Linked DNA regions of Cyprinus carpio: region 2 is linked to region 1. Evidence: chromatin contacts called from public Hi-C data. All regions are on one chromosome and are shown on one strand. The core of a region is the stretch at or near the end of the contact, and the rest is flanking DNA. Distances in the headings are between cores, read along the strand shown. Region 1 overlaps LOC109105485 (serine/threonine-protein kinase WNK4-like). Region 2 holds the start of LOC109105485 (serine/threonine-protein kinase WNK4-like).

The links. A called contact is a pair of places that touch in the nucleus more often than the background predicts.
Region 2: a contact with region 1 is called in a Hi-C map of liver, with 3 times the contacts expected there. The contact joins the promoter of LOC109105485 here to the enhancer-like site in region 1. A contact is called at or near these places in 5 of 8 Hi-C or Micro-C datasets (liver, red blood cells and skeletal muscle).

The regions. Positions count from the first base shown.
Region 1 is chrB3:31,437,084-31,442,497 of ASM1834038v1, reverse strand. LOC109105485 (serine/threonine-protein kinase WNK4-like) reads left to right here. Exons shown (of 19, transcript XM_042720767.1): 8 at 128-315; 9 at 898-955; 10 at 1,633-1,784; 11 at 1,928-2,044; 12 at 3,099-3,272; 13 at 3,891-3,942; 14 at 4,130-4,258. Among protein-coding and RNA genes, the nearest start is that of LOC109105485, 41 kb to the left of the region's middle. Within about 2 kb of position 2,322, at least 1 of the 8 cell types and tissues checked has an H3K27ac peak or open chromatin away from gene starts, as enhancers often do.
Region 2 is chrB3:31,477,322-31,482,735 of ASM1834038v1, reverse strand. LOC109105485 (serine/threonine-protein kinase WNK4-like) reads left to right here and starts at 2,038. Exons shown (of 19, transcript XM_042720767.1): 1 at 2,038-2,963. The coding sequence starts at 2,325.

The sequences.
Region 1 (5,414 bases), core at 1,073-3,572:
CCCTGTATGCCTTGCTAGGGCATGCATGACATCCCTATGCACTTTAGCATTATTGGTAAGCTGCACACTAACAAACTACGTTCCTCTTTGTTCCTCTTGTTTGGTTGAATTATGGTTACCATGGCAGCTGACTGTGAGACGGATGGATATCTCAGCTCCTCTGGGCTTCAGGATCCTTCAGAAGCTCGAGTTCCTGTGGCAAACCAAGCCTCCACAGCTTCACAACAAACCAGTGGAGCTCCTCATGTGGAAACCTCACCCATTGAAGCTCCACCCACTCCAGCTGCAGAGATCCCAGCACTCCGTTTCCCATCGGTAGGTTACCAGTGGGCATGAGATGCTTAAAATGATGAACACTAATGACTGTAGGATGTATTATCCAACCAACACTAACAATTAAAAGCTTGACCCAAAAGCGACAGTAAAAGCATTTATAATGTTACAAAAATATTAAGCAGCACAACTGTTTATAACATTGATTATAATAATAAGAAACACTACTTAAGTAGCAAATCAGTATATTAGAATGATTTCTGAAGTATCGTGACACTAAAGACTGGAGTAATGATGCTAAAAATGTATCTTTGCCATCACAGGAACAAATTGCAACTTAAAATATATGAATATAGAAAACAGTCATTTTAAATTGTAATAATATTTCACAATATTACTGTTTTTACTGTATTTCTGATCAAACAAATGCAAGTTTGGTGAGCGTAAGTGAATGGTAGTGCATGTAACTACGGAAATGCAAGATTTCAGACTCCTTTTGACTGATACTACAAAAATTATAACAGACAGGCAGCCCCTAAAATGCCCTTACCGTTTTATATGATAAAATAAAATGTTATTTTGTCACAATTTACATTGCTAATTGTTTTCCTATGCCTCCCACAGAGCATTGCTGTGTCCCAAACCACAGAGAGGGCCCAGCCATCAACAGCCAATCTTTTTATACTAACATGTCCACATTAAAACATATAAAAAAAACAAATTACATACACAGTGTTGACTGCTCCCTATACACTAAACATGGGACACCTGTCTAAAAATGTTCACTTTAAATGCCCTGCAATGTCATCAGCCTGGTCTTAACCTATGAACGCAAATTCAGTCCTATACAAGACTGCCATTAAAATAAAACCTCCCCCACTGTATGTGTGGATTTGGCTTTTGTTTTGACGTCAAGAAAATGTGGACCTGATCCCAGCTTTGAGAGCTGTAATCTTACTCACCAACTGACCAACATCATGCCACGTTTACCCACAGTGCCCATAGTGCTCCAGTGGAGAGCAGTGCTTTTTCTGTGTGACTCATATATAGACACACACATACACAGCACATAGCCTAGTGGTAAGTGCATTAATGGTAATGATTTAGCTCAGGGGAGCAATTTACCTTGAAGGCCATTTCTGTAGAAAGCCAGATGAAGGCAAAGCAAAGGTAGCATATGGTCAAATGGGTACACAAGGACGCTGTTGCTTCTTACTCAATTAGCTCAACCTGATTTAGAAGATTTGTGGTAAATTACTTGGCCTTTATGTGCTAGTGGTAAATTGATCAAAGAAACTTTCTGTGAAGTCCAGTTCTGTGAAATTCAGGAAGTCGGAATGTCACCATGTGTTTTATATCCTTCCTCTCGGAACAGCTATGCTTCTGATGTCACCTCTGGTTTGAGTGATGGAAACGAGGGTCTTTCGGAGAGAGGCGGGAAAGGTCAGAACAAACGCACAGGAACCAAGCTACTCAGGAAGAGGGCTCGCTCACGGCTACGCATCACTGGGGTGACTCATCTGTCTATTAGAGTCGGAAAGCATGTCTAAACTCAAAAAATGGATAACTGCTTTAAAAATGAATTGCCTTTTTGTGATATACTCGCAGATAAATGCTCACGAAACATTCCCTACCTGTGTCTTTCTTCATGCAGCTGTCAGATAAAGTGGATCGGGTTGTAGAGTGTCAACTACAGACCCATAACAGCAAGATGGTGACATTTAAATTCGATTTGGATGGAGACAACCCAGAAGACATTGCTGCAGTGATGGTAAGCAAGCAACACGCTCAAAAAAAATAATAAAAAATAAAAAAAAAAAAAATTATATATCCTTCCTCTATATCTGTTCCGAGAGGATATATATAAACACATGGTGATATAATTTCACAGAACTGGATTCACAGATTTTCTATCAATAGATACAATTTCTACATAGTGTCTTTTTTATTGGAAAATGTAAAACAATCACTTACAATCGCTCCTAGTCTCCACGCACTCCTCTAATAATCTGTAAACTGAAAGTTATGAAGGTCAAAGAGGACACATGGACAGAGATAAGGCAGCACTCCTTGTGAGAATGGCATTATACCGTGAGAAGTGTTGATGGTTCAGCTTCTGTGTTTGCACAAACTCTGCAACCTCAAACCTACAGTGGAAAACCTATGCACAATTTCTCTCATATGTTCATCTAAAACGTTTTACACTATAACATCCAAAAACAACAGTAAAAAAACATCTCATATGTCCACATTGACACTTCACATATATTTTACACAATATTTTTAGCCTACAGAAGAAAGAACTGGTTTGTGCTCATCACATTCTCAATTAGTGCTAAAAATCACTGGAATGTGTAATTTTTGTATCCCTGGCTGCTATAGTGTTTTTCTGCGGTAATATGGATTTGTGTTTTTCAGTTGCACAATTGGCAGAATGTTTTTAAGATGCTATAGAAAGTTAAGTTCAGTATTAATATGAGGCACCAAAAAAATCTGAATCTGAGGTGAGTGTGTTTTTAGTAGAGATACTGAAAATAACTTTTGTTAGCTGCTTTCTTTGGCTTCTTTGTGTTAGCTGTGACTAAAAGTTGTTTTGATCATCCAGTGGCCTTGAGACTGGATTTAGGAGTCTTAAATATAGACAGTAGTGTTTCCCTTCGCTACATAATGAGTACATGTCTTTGTTCTCTGCATCAATATTGAATTCCAGTAGCTTTGAAGGAGACCTTTGAACTCATTAAGAAACTCTGCTCAAAAGAGCACGCAAGATGACTCAAAATTATATCAACCTAATTAACTTATCTGTCTCTTTGCACCCCTTTTAGGTACATAATGAGTTTATCCTACCTGGGGAGAGAGAGGGATTCATCCACCGCATGAGGGACATCATCCGTCGAGCGGAGGCCCTGATGAAGAGAGAGCCTTTGGAGCCACTGGGCCCCAGAGACACCGCTCGTCTGCCTTATCTGAGCGGAGTCGGCTCACTGTCTGCCTCACAGGTTTGTATCCACTGTTTTTATCATTTAAAAGAATTTTAGATTATTATATATTTATTATAATATTTACATGATATGTATATATATATATAGAGAGAGAGAGAGAGAGAGAATTATTATAAATACGTCTATATATCTACTCTATTTTAGCATTTTATAAAAATTTATTTAAAAACTATTTTCAATTTAATTGATCATATGAAGGCAAAAAGTATGAAATTGTCCAAATGGTGACAAAACGTTTGTGGCAAAAATGTTTTGAATATGTTTATATATTGCTTATATAAGAACTTTTATGTGTGTGTCTGGCGAGGGTTTGGAATTCAGTTGTTTACTTTGGGATTTTATATGTTGTGGTTCAGAAATCCAATCTTCTGATGTCATCAGATGTAAGAGACAATTAACGAACAAAGACACAGTGTGTTCCTTACAATGATTGAAATAAGAGTAGTTAGTCATCAATATTGAACAGTCATTAATTAGAAAGGCCTCTGCAACAGTGTGATTGTACACTTGTGCTTGTGTAACAATCTTCTTATCTTTTTTCACACGTGGTCCTTACTTGGTCTCTTTTCTAGATGGTGACGTTAATGCCAACGTGTGCTCTGTTTTTCTCCACAGCCCAATCTCCACACACAGGGCCTCGCTCGCACACACTCCCCCCCTCCTCCATGCAACAAAAAAAAAAAAAAACAAAAAAAAAAAACACATGCAGATTGCTGACCACATGCACTCATCATATACAAAATCATAATAAAGGCACTAAATAATGTATTAATTAAAATCTAAAAATGCAAAGAGCATATAAAAATTATAAAAGTGCACATCATGATATAACTTTATTGTTATATGTCCTTCAGATTATGCTGCTCCCAGTATAGGGCCAGTGACCCGGGGTTCCTCACCTACACTGAGCGCCGACTTTTATGTTGATCCCGATGCCGTTCCACCCGTCCGGCCCCTGCGGTCACAGTCCTTCCACACTACAGGTACAACAATAAATCACTTTCTCTTTCCTTGAATTTGTGCGCTGTGCATTTTACAATACATATTATTCCTAAGCAGCTCTACCCTAAATTAAACCACAATGAGAATTTTTATTGATAATGGCCATAAAGTCATAAAATGGTTACCAGTGGTACTTACTAAAAACTTGATGCTGAAATCTAATTTACATGAGGATGAGACTCAACATTTACATCCAAATGGTAATTAATCTACATGAAACTTAAAGCATAGCTATAAACTTGTTAGATCATGCAACTTGAATCAAGCCCAGCAGATGTCTTTTTTCTTCACAAAATAGGTCATTATTGCTCCATTGTTTCATGCTATTCAATAAAAGCTTGTATTCCAAAATACTGTTTTGATAAACAACTGTATAGTCTATTTTTTTTAGTGTTTCCTGCTTTTGCACAACCTCAGGTGTCTGAAAATACATTAGTCTGTCAATTGCTGTATTAAGTAATCAGATTTACGTATGTTTAGATTTGTAACATGAAGCAAAATTCAGATTATATCACCACTATCAGAACCAATCATCTTTGGTCTCTCCAGGTAATGAGCGCTATGTTCTGTCACACAGACAATCAGTACAGTCCGGACCTCTTGGGGACGTTCAGTGTACGATGGGTGTCATAATGAACATGCTCTCTGTCTCGCTCTTTAATCTTTCACTTGTGTCATTGTTACTCAGAGTACTTTTCCATGCCTATTTATCTCGATATCTCATGTATCCCACTCTTCAGTTGGCTTTCTGAACACCTATCCCCATGGAGACCAGGCTTTGACACCAGTGTCATTGTTGACGTATCTCAGGATTTGCTTTTGACACCCGCTGCTTCAAAATGAACAAGTAGATTTCATTACCTGAGAGAACAAAATACACATATTACACAGCCTGTGCAAAGTATAAAAGCTCTTTTTCAAGATTACCAGTTTTTCTTTTTTTGAAAGACACATATGGTGACAAATCATTGTGCTAATGTCTCTGCACAGGAAGAAGAGGACTGACACATGGGGTTTGATAAATGCTCCAATGTGGTTAGCTCCTCTGAAGTGAGGTCACATCCCAGTTCACATGTGTGGCTTTATTTTTATGCCACAATGATGTTTATGGAGCCTTTTCAGAAGTCAAGCATGGTA
Region 2 (5,414 bases), core at 789-3,288, 41 kb before region 1:
ATTTCTTTAGATCACATTTAAGTGCATCGTTCAGTTTGCAGGCTAGGGATAATTCACTCAAAAGGGATAAATCTATAATTTATTCACCCTTATGTTGTCATACTGTCAAAGTCTATGGGGTCCAGTGTTTGGATATAGGCTGATTGTGAAAAAAGTATGACAGAATTTATCCCCGTTCTGTTGCCCCAGAGTGTTCAGCGCTCCTATGATCACTGTTGTCTAAAATGAACACAAACACTGTTGTCAAGTCGCCTGCTGCTGTGGATGAAACCTCCCTGGTGGCCCACTGGTACATGGCGATTTAAAGTTAATCCTTAGAGTATTTAAGCCATTAGAAACACAAACAGTTGGAAACAGATGACCTATGCTTGAGTGGCTAGATCCTCGCTGACCCTCACGCTTCTCTGCGATCACAATCAGTCCATGTCCTTTAATTGGGCATCAGCTCATTGCTAGGAAACTAAGCCATCATAACAAAGACACTGACAGCGAGAGAAACGGAGGCTGCTCAAAATAGCCACCATGAACCTATAGAGATAAATGACTTGGTGCGGAAAAGTTTCAGTGATTGTCGTAAGACAAAGCAAAGAAGAAACCAAGCAGTTTATTTGGACTGCTATGCGAAATATGCATGCTGTATGTGAACGGAATAATATTAATAGTCACATGAAGCCATTACGAACATTTGTCATGTGTCATGTAGTATTGTCATAATACAACATGTTTATGTCTTAGCTAGAGTGATGTGTATGGAAGTGCGGCACACGTCTGAGCTTATATCAACATGCTGTGCAGAGGATTTAATTACATCTGATGTCTGTTTATGCAACTCTGATACTGCTCATCAGCTGATCAGTTATTATTAGTTTCTGTTATGTACTAGCTACTTACTGTAACATGATCGTGGGGTCACGACCACACTGAGGGGGACATGTTCTACCCAATATTCAGATTAGCGGATGACAGATCACATACCAATTCTTAAAATTATTTTAGTCCACTTCATCCTAAATATACAGTTTTATTCTTGAATGTGCTTCAGGCTAATGGAATGCAGCAGGATTGAATCATTCTGAGTGCACAATGACAGTTTTAAGCTTGAATAATTACATGAATGTCATTAAGGATTCTGACTAATCAATCTCATGGGAACTGCAGAGAAATAATTCCATCTGTTCAGTTTATTCACTTTTAAATGGGGAGGTTTGATACTTTGGATTTGAATTAAGCAGCCGTTTCTTGAATTCACTGCTTCATGATTTCAAAGATCTGGGGTTCCCTGCACTGAGTTTAACTTATTGACTCTGTAATGATGTTGCAACAGACAAACCCAAAGTAATGTGGCAAGAAGTTTCAACATTTATTCCTTAAAACTGAAGTCTTTTATAGAATTTTTATTTCTGCGTTTATTTTAGCTAATAGTAATTCTGATATTTTCAGCTCACTAGAAATTATTCATTATATTCTAGTACATTTTCTATTCAGTTATTCACTAGTACTTATTAATCTGTTCTAGTTATTGCTAATCTTAGTAATAAATTGCTAAATTTTTATCTGTGCATATCAACATTTGAGGGTGAACTGAAATGGTCTGGGTTTATTTATTTATTTATTTATTTTTGGAATTATATTTATTTATGATCCTCATGGAATTTAATGATACAAGTTTGCAATTTGTTACCCAGTTACAGATGCTTGTATCAAAAAAGTATTATTATTATTATTGTAAATAAATATAAACTGAAGAGATATAGTCACTTCGGCAACCAGTCCAGGTATCCAGTGAACCTCGTGAAAGTGAAAGATACTTGTCATTTTTATAATTACTAGTTATTAAAAACAATTGTGAATTATAGAATAATAAAGTTTTAAATAATAAATGTTTCAACAGCTTGCCATAATAGACATCTGTAATCTTTCTGAGACGTGAGGGACTGCATTTCTGGCATTGTAGCTTGACTGTTTGTGGTCCCTCACAGACTAATTACTAAGGTGTTTTTCCACGGGGAGGAGCAACCAGATTAGCACAGCAGCGTAGCGTACTAGACACTTGTGCTTGGAAATCGAAGCCACAGCGTGCGCTCCGTGGACGCGCTCGAACGTCATGCCTTGATATCCGAATTATTAACCTACAGTTGATTGCTGCGTAATATTTATACAGAACGTTAACTTGCGCTCGCATTTATTTTACAGTCGCTTTGATTTTTAAATATATGGGTATATAGGCTTATCTGCATTGCGCTCTTGGAGAAGTTCGTTCTTGAACTCTTGTTATGGGGCACGACAATGTAATGTAATGCACTACATTATGCGCTGCAGTTCTAATGTTAACTACACAGATATCTACTACAATGTCACAAGCTGAGGTTGACATGGCAGGTCTTGGCTTCCCGAGTTTGCCTGCTGGTTTTGACGCGGACTCGTTCTTCCCAGCGCGCATGCCGCCCAGACGGAGGAGACACTCGGCGAACTCCAGGAGAAATGCCTACAGGTTTAACAAACTCCACAGCATGGACGTTGAGCCCCAGGAGAGCATCGCACCTCTGACAAAAACTCTTTCGTGGTCAGCCGACAACATTTTATCGGAAGGTGCCAACGATGAGAAAAAGACAGACGCTCCTCTTCCAATGTCACCTGTCTCCAGCTCTCCACCTGAGACGCAAGACTCGGACCCGCGGCCAGCTGATACCTGGGCCACCGAGGAGCCCAGCGCGCAGGAGGCTGATGCCAGCTCGGACTCGGATGAAGAAAGCACCCAGAAGAAAGCTGTTTTATCAAGAGCCCCGTTTGAGCGCAAACGCGAGCAGGAGGAAAAAGACGAAGTTGAGACTAAAGCTGTGGCGACTTCCCCTGATGGAAGGTTTCTGAAATTCAACATTGAGATCGGAAGGGGGTCCTTTAAGACAGTCTACAAAGGCTTGGATACGGAGACCACCGTGGAGGTTGCTTGGTGTGAACTACAGGTAAGAACTTGTACAGTTCACTTACTTTAATGGGGGTCAACTTTTCGGTCAGTAAATGTCTGAATGCAGTTGTAACCTAAATTGCCGTATGGCGCCCCTAGCGACGTCAGGTAACTGTGAAATGGTTCAAACAGTAATTCTTTTATTAGCAGTAACTGTATGTATCAGTTCATAGATGTGCATTGTGGCATTTATCAGGTCACCAGGTCAGCAAGTGTTTTAGGAAGGGTTCTGTATATCTTATGATGATGAGGAGGTGGTGATGAGAAAGCGTGTGATCAATCTAAGTTATGGTAGCATTTAGATTGGCTTTGTGTTGTACAATGACTGCGACCAGCTGATATCTAAACTCACCCTATGATGAATGGACGAATAATGTATCTGTTATCTTTGCACTGTTAGCAATCAGATGCATCTGCATCTGTTCTTTAATGCAAATAAGAGTAACACTGATGATGTCGTGTTACTTTGAAAGGCAGTTTTCATCAGCATGTGACATTACAGTCTAATCAAGGCAGTGGTTTTCTAAAAACTCACATTTTAGTCTTGATACTAGGCTATACTGAAAATCACGATCTCATCCTAAGAGGCAAGATGTCATCACGTGGAGTGTGAATAGTATGATTAATGTGCAAGGCTCCAGACCGGAATGGCTAGGTTAAGGTTATGTCATGTTGAATGTTTTAGTGTTAAATATAGATGGGTTAACCTATTTTTATTTTCACCTCAAGACAGTTATGAACTTTCCTCTAGTTTAATCATTTTGACTGGGTTGTCAAACATGATTTATTTTTAACTTTACAAGTTGATCTTGATTGAATGGAGTGTAGATGGTCTGGTCAATCTTTCATTTTAGGTATATGTATAGAGGTGTTCTCATGTTTTTTGTACATTGAATGCAAAACCTAGAATTCTTTACTGTGCATTAGGAACTTTCTTCTCCAGTGTTGATAGCTGTGTTGCTATTATGTCCATGGTCCAAAGTAACCTGAGTATTGGGCACCGGACCTTCCGCCAGGCTTCCTTATGGTATGCAAGATGTCACATGCTGTGGTTACTAGGCAAAATGCTGGGGTCATTAAGTGCATGCTAAACATGCTCACACTACAGATGGAATTGGCCCATATCTGCAGCACAGATGTGATTCTAAGCAATCATTTTCAAATCTGATTTTGGCTAATTACTTCAATTATTCACCCTAGATCTGACAGAGTGTTTCTCATTTGGTCTGTTCTGATAGGATCATGGATAGCAAGAAAGAAAACAGTGCTAAATGAAAACAATAAAATGTAATGAATTGTATTTCAATCAGCTTTTTTAAGGGAGGATAAATTGCTTTCCATATTATTTGTTGCTGATGTCAAAGGCTGAAAGTCCAAACTCTTCAGGTATCACTTGGTAAAAGTTAACCAAATCAGCCAGATGCCAGCACGAACAGGTTGGGTGACATACTCTCATCCTCGAAAGGAATGAACGAAGCTACGCCTCTGAAAGAAAACACTTTCAGTAGATGACTTTCAGTTCAGGTTCACTTGCAGTTATGATTATAATATTTTTACTTAATATTACATTCATGTTAAACATGTTCCTATTATCATTTTTTTTTATTTTATTTGAAAAGACAAGATAGAACGTGTATACGCACAAATAGCTATTAAAATGATCTCGGTGTACCCTTTAAAGTTAAGATTTTAAAAACAGTTTTGTTAATTTTTGCTAAACTATTTTGTTTCGATAAACATTGTTGGTTCATCACTTTATGTAAAATTTGGGCTCTGAAGCAAAACCAGCTGAAAATCACTACAAAGAGCTCAGCCTAGACTTCAGTTCATGTATGTCTTTAACCTCATTCATCACTGTGCAGGTGCACATTACAATCAGCGTCATTCATTGCCAGTAGTGCCACTTTCTTGTACATAACCGCTGTCAACACAGTTACTGACGAATGCTCCTTTGGCTGTTTTATTCTTTTTCCTTGATGCATTCAGAAAAATATAGCAAAATATTGGATTTGAGTTAAAAAAGGGAAAATTTACACAAAAATGAAAATTCTCTTGTTATTTACTCAACCGCCACTTGTTACAAACCTGTATTAGTTTCTGTCGTCTGTTGAACACAAAAGAAGATATTTTGAAGAATGTTGGTAACCAAATAACTGGAGGGTGAGTAAATGATGACAGAATTTTCATTTTTGTGTGAACTGTCCCTTTAAGGCCTGTAACATAAGTGTAGCTTTAGTGGAGGCACTGATTGTTTTGCTGACAGTGCTGTCTACAGCACTTGGACTCTTTCTTTGTACTCACAGGACATGTTGTCTGTCTCGTTAGAAAGGGATGCTTGTTAATCCTGTGAACGGCAGGAAAGTGTTTTTGTGACTTTCCCAGAATGCCGGCCCCTGGTCATTCACAGAGAGCTTGTTTACCCCTCACAGCTTTATCTGAGAAAGCCATT